2 separate regions of the Triticum aestivum genome follow, and region 1 is linked to region 2. The links are chromatin contacts, called in public Hi-C maps. All regions are on one chromosome and are shown on one strand. The core of a region is the stretch at or near the end of the contact, and the rest is flanking DNA. Distances in the headings are between cores, read along the strand shown.

Region 1 (2,811 bases), core at 55-2,554, 220 kb before region 2:
TGGCTGAGGAGACACTGATGGGAATGCTATGCCCCCTAGTGATTTGTTGGTGACGCTTCAACTATTGCGGTCCTTGGAATCGGAGGAAACAGGGCATAAAAGAGGGTTGATTGAAGTCAGTACAGAATGATTATGCCGCCCAGCATATCGCCTGTCAGAACTTTTCTGCTCCTCTTGTTTTCACCAGCAGCCATTTTGGGTGTTTTATTTTTACATGATACTGATCTCAGTCAAGGATCACCCTACCATTATAGCAAATCATGCTTTCGGCGTAATTTCTGCAGACATTTCTCTCAGCAAGTCAATTAGTCATCTTTTCTGGACTCGGGACTTACGAAGTACTGTACCTACCTAAGTCCCAAAACCTTTTTGAAACAAGTAATTTTAGTGTATTTTCACCTTCTAACAGGTTCAGGTCATTAATCATGTATCCAACAACCTCGCCCCTAGCAAGACGACTAAGCTGGAACTAGGTCATCGGATACGCCATTCAGTTGTGTGGAACATGGCTTTGCTTGCGTAGTGCCTTGTGTTATCAGTCTCTCCGTGTGGTCTACAGGTAGGATACTACAGTTCTAGCTTGAGGAAATATGGTTCGTGCCACTTTACTACTTTATCTTATGCAAATACGCAAAGATTGCGTATCTTTTCATCGATAAGTCCACTTGGCCAAACAAAACGCCATGTATTTCGTCGAGATCTGCCGGAGGCGAATCTAAATTTAAGATTAGTCAACCCCTAGCCAGAAAGTTGATGTTTGAGTTGATTGGAAAGGAGATAGAGAGGATCATCACATCATTAGACAATCACTAAGCATGGCTGGTGACGCACTCCAGCATTAATGAAGAGGACAGGGCATGCTACAAGACTAAAGGCGATGCGATGCCCTTTACAGCCAAGGCCCCGTCATCTGTCTCGCTCGGCGCTCGGCGGTCAGTTGCTGAATCTCGCATGGCCCCTCCCATCCCTAGCATTAGTGGCTTCTCGATGTGCAGACATGAACGTAATGCCGCATGTGTTCCCTTCTTTTCGTGGACGGAAGGAGCAGCAGCCAGCAAGCCAGCCGGCCATTTGTTCCCGGTGAGGCTTTGTTTGGTTGCAAAGGGAGGACCACCCAGGGTAACAAACCCCTGTGGGGGATTTTCACGGACACAGGGGATTCCCTTCTCCTGTGGGGGTGATCTCCCCGTTTCCATTTGGGTCTTTGGTGGCTCGCTGTGAGCTGTTGTGGAGGAGACTATCAACAGGAAGGGCCGGAAAATAGCCTGCGGACGAGTGCACAAGCGGTAGGCGAAGTCGCGCGAAGAGAACGCGGACGGCGTCCGGGGCAGTTCTCCCGATGTGTAGAGACGTGGGTGGGAAACTCGGGGCTATCGGGTGGATTGGGACGGGAATTTATCCTCCACGGTGCCACCAAATGCCACGGCAGGAAAATCGGGACTAACTTTCCACGTGGGGCTCTTAACCAGGGAAATAGCAGGGATCCCGGGAGGATCCCGTGAAACCAAATGACGCCTGAGTATGCATTATTCGCCCAGGGCCATGCCATGTGTCCCTAATTGATACGCCTCTATCCATCCATCAATCAACACTGTTTCTATCTTCTTCTTTTCACTCCTTTGTGCACCATTCTGTTGATCTATCTGGATTCCTTGGTTAGGTTGGTTGCTGATCAAGTGATCAGCATGGATCAGAGATGAATGAATAAACCTTTGCCTTTTTCTCTTGGGTGGTCCTTGCCTGTGCACATGATTGGAGCTGGGTCCACCCCCATAAGTCATATGGCATGCTGCGTTTCAGTCGTCTCCCGCTCCCGCTCCTCTTGAGTGAAACGGAGGGAGAGATGTGTGCATGTGTTGCTGATATAAATGCTGTCATCTGTTTTTGATGTGCCATTCAAAGGAATTGAGCTGGATGGGGAGGATGAGTCTGCATGCAAGCCGGCGCTGCGATGGTGGTGGATCATCTCAGCATCATTTCCATCCAATTGGGCCAGCTCAGGATTTTCCTTGATGTTCAGACCCACATTATGCATCTGCAATTTCTTCATCTCCTTTCTTCTTTCGGTAGCATGTTCTCGATCCACTGCCTTCTAAATATTGTTGAGTAATCTGTAAGAAGTTAACAAGGTAAAAGTAAAACAGCGGAGTGTAGACCCTGTCGTTCTTCACTGAGGTGAATAGTTGGGGAGGATATTCTTCATCTGATTTGGTGTGATCGAGCGCTTCTAGCACAAGACCAAACATCCTCTTATTCTTAATGAATAGACACACGATGTAACCTATGCCAACATAATAACACAGGCGCGCAAAGGGGAGGCGGCGGCACAGGTGGAGCAAGAACCGTGTTGGGCTGGCTACTTCCCTTGAGTTGCACAAGGGCAGTGCACAGGCGTGTGGTCATGTACTGTGTGCTACAGGAGGCTGCAGAGGCGTTCGTTGAGCTGTGAAGGCTTGCACGTGAAGAGATATGTTTGAAAAAAAAAGCAATATGTATGGTTTGGTATTGACCGTGGCATTGACAACAACACAATAAAGAAAAGACTTTTGAAGTTATGGGAGCAAAGTTTTGTTGCGTCCATGGAGACTATCAGGAAAGTAAATTTCTTTTGGAAGTGTTGCTAATTGGACACAAGGTTTCTACCATAATGATGGCAGATTGACGATGTGCGTATAAGGCTTGGAGGAGTCTGGAGCGCGTCGTGGCGGGACCATGCAAACATGGGACGTCAAGCAATGCACGGAGATGTGCGGGGCGGAGACGACGTAGGGTGGAGCATGGTTGCAGTCGAACAAGTTCGGTTGGGTCGGA
Region 2 (3,143 bases), core at 629-3,128:
AGGACTTAGCTCAGGCATGGGGATCCGTTCCTCTCTCTCACACACATTGTAATCTCCGGATATATACTCAGATAAAACAAAGCCTCTCCGGAGCACGAGACGTAGGATTGTTATCTCCACCGTGAGAGGCCCGAACTCGCTAAAACCATCGTGTCACCCATATGCATCTCGATAGATCATGCTCCGTTATACTACCCCTATTCTACTGTCAGACTTAGAACCACGACAATGAGTACTCACGGTTGCTTTGCTCCCTCTTTTCCCTCGTTTTCCTCTTCTTCTCGGATGCCGCAACCAGACGTTGGAGCCCAGGACCCAGACGCCACCGTGGACGACGACTACTACTCTGGAGGTGCCTACTACTACGTGCAGGCCGCTGACGACGACTAGGAGTAGTTAGGAGGATCCCAGGCAGGAGGCATGCGCCTCTTTCGATCTGTATCCCAGTTTGTGCTAGCCATCTTATGGCAACTTGTTTAACTTATGTCTGTACTCAGATATTGTTGCTTCCGCTGACTCGTCTATGATCGAGCACTTGTATTCGAGCCCTCGAGGCCCCTGGCTTGTAATATGATGCTTGTATGACTTATTTATGTTTTTAGAGTTGTGTTGTGATATCTTCCCGTGAGTTCCTGATCTTGATCGTACACGTTTGCGTGCATGATTAGTGTACGATTGAATCGGGGGCGTCACACCACTACTTAGATTTGCCCCTAATTTCAAAGCATGCTCAATTTTTCCCCTCTGCCTTTAGTAGCCCTTATAGAAATGCCCATCTGCGACGTTACCGTCCGGTCAAAGAGCTTTGACCATCACGAAAAAATAGCAAAAAAAATTCAAAAAAACCCTGAAATTTTATTGGACCGAAGGTACCTAGGTGCGTGCAAATTTTCATGCTGTTTGGATATTATAGGAGCTCGCAAAGGAAAAACAGTAAATATGTACGCATGTGAACAATAAATACAAAAAAATAGCAAGAAAATTAAAAAACATATGATTTTTTTGGCATCCAAGATGCGTGGTGCGCAAGATGTTTGCCAAAATTTGTTGTGTTTCAACATTGTAGGAGCTCGTGGAGAAAAATAACTTGCCTCAGGAAAAACTTTTAAAAAATGCACTATTTCCGTTTCTTTTTGCTAGACCTCCTCGCATGTCATTTGATAACAAAATTTTGCACACACTTTGCGCACCCGAGCATTTTGGATGCCAAAAATTTTATATGTTTTTGAATTTACTATTCAAAGACGTACAGATTTATTGTTTTCCTTTACTACAAGCTCCTGGTATGTCTAAATAGCACGAAGAATTGCACGCATCTAAGTATATTTGATCTCACAGAAATTTAGATTTTTTTTATTTTTTTGCTAGTGTTTCAAGATGGTCAAAGCTCTTTGACCGGACGGTAACGGCGCAGAAGGGCATTTCTATAATGGAAACTAACGACAGAGGGGCAAATTTAAGCATGCTTTGAAATTATGGGCAAATCTGTGTAGTGGATTTCAATCAATGACACAAATGTAATTGTCCTAATTTTTTATTGTTTCATACCAATATTTTATAATTTCACATACTTTTGACAACAATTTATATTATTTTTGGGATAACATATTGATCCAGTGCCCAATGTTAGTTTCTAATTTTTTTTCATGTTTTTCAAAATTTACTAAGATTTTTTTTGAAATAAATGTGATTTTTGGGAGAAGAATTAAGGCAAACGGAGGCACGCGGTGATCGGCCTAGCGTGGCCCATTGTTTTACAGTTTGTTCTCATCTTCCCATTTATTGAGCGAGGGGATATTCTCGTTTTTCTGGTCAAACTGGCTGCGTCAGGTCAAACATGGACCGAATTGTTTACAATTATTTTCCGTTCCCAAAACACCAGTAGCATCTCCATAAAGGAAGACATCGTATTCTCCCTCCTCCATTTCTGGTCTTCCGAAATCCATCCTGTCAAACAAGAAACAAACCTCCTCTTTCTCCCTCCTCTCCCCTCTTCGAATCATCGCCGGAGCACGAATTGGCCATAGTTTCTGGATTCGACGATGAAATCGCCATTGCGCAAGTTTCGGGGCCTCGCCCTCCCCCACCACCACAAGGAGAAGAAGGACCAACGGCCGCCGCCCGCCAAGCTCGACAACCTCGTCGACGCCGCCCAGGTTTCGCCGACTCCCTACTCTGACTACGATTTCTTTTCCTGGAATCATTACGCGCTGCTGGTTTGGAATACGTCCTTAAATTGGATCGCGAGGGGCTTGGCCGATCGAGAAGTTAGCGGTATTGCCGGGCTGTTTCTATTTTGTTTTTGTGTGTATATCGGTCCTTGTTGTTGGCTGCGGTGAATTGTTTTTGCTCGTAGCGATTATGTGAGATCGAAGGGAATCAAACTCCAGCGAGGGATAGAGAGATCGTTTTTTTTTTCTCTTCGTCTGCCTTTCTTCTTCTACGCGTGAGGATGAACAAAGCAAGAGTTCTATGCGACTGCTGTAACGATATTTTTATATTTCTATAATATGTGAAATTTGTGAGAGCTGATTGTTTTATGTGTTATTCTGGCTGTTACACGCGTTTGATATTTGTGGCTTGGCTCTGCTGGTCAAAGTCTACGGCAGGAAACTTTTAGTGGAGAAAGGTGCTATCTGGAACGAGTCTCGGGTCAGCAATTCAAAGTCATTAGTGGAATAATTTTTTATATGCGATAAACTTGGCTGATGATTGTTATATATCGAAATATGTTAGTGCTTGCTGCTGATTTTATATATGTTCAAGATTAATATCAGAAAATCTTTTATATTTAGGGAGTACTGATTGCTGAGTCATACCGGCATCTTCCATTTCAACAGCAATGTAGTCAGTCCAACTTAGATGAAAGTGATTGAGGTGTTGATAGATGCTTGAAAGGGACTACGGGATTTTAGTCATGGCTACATTTGTAGAGCAGTACCGTGGATGAGTGCAGTGCTCTGATTAATCTGTAAGAAGTCTTTTATTTCATTTAGCTTTTCCTTTTGATGTTTTGGGATAAGAATAAAAAGTTGACGCTTTTGCACGCGGCGATAATGAAGGAGAAGATTTAAGCATGCCAATGTTAAATGTAGTATGGTTTGCTTTTGCATACTGGTTCGTTTCGCTAGAAGGCTACCACT

The links. A called contact is a pair of places that touch in the nucleus more often than the background predicts.
Region 1: a contact with region 2 is called in a Hi-C map of leaf, with 2.8 times the contacts expected there. The contact joins the enhancer-like site here to the promoter of LOC123045327 in region 2. A contact is called at or near these places in 2 of 5 Hi-C or Micro-C datasets (both in leaf).

The regions. Positions count from the first base shown.
Region 1 is chr2B:438,032,369-438,035,179 of IWGSC CS RefSeq v2.1, reverse strand. No RefSeq gene overlaps it. Among protein-coding and RNA genes, the nearest start is that of LOC123041350, 14 kb to the right of the region's middle. Within about 2 kb of position 1,304, at least 2 of the 8 cell types and tissues checked have an H3K27ac peak or open chromatin away from gene starts, as enhancers often do. A contact at or near this core is called in leaf, where this site is marked.
Region 2 is chr2B:437,812,715-437,815,857 of IWGSC CS RefSeq v2.1, reverse strand. It overlaps LOC123045327, which reads left to right and starts at 1,878. Exons shown (of 11, transcript XM_044468325.1): 1 at 1,878-2,156. The coding sequence starts at 2,043.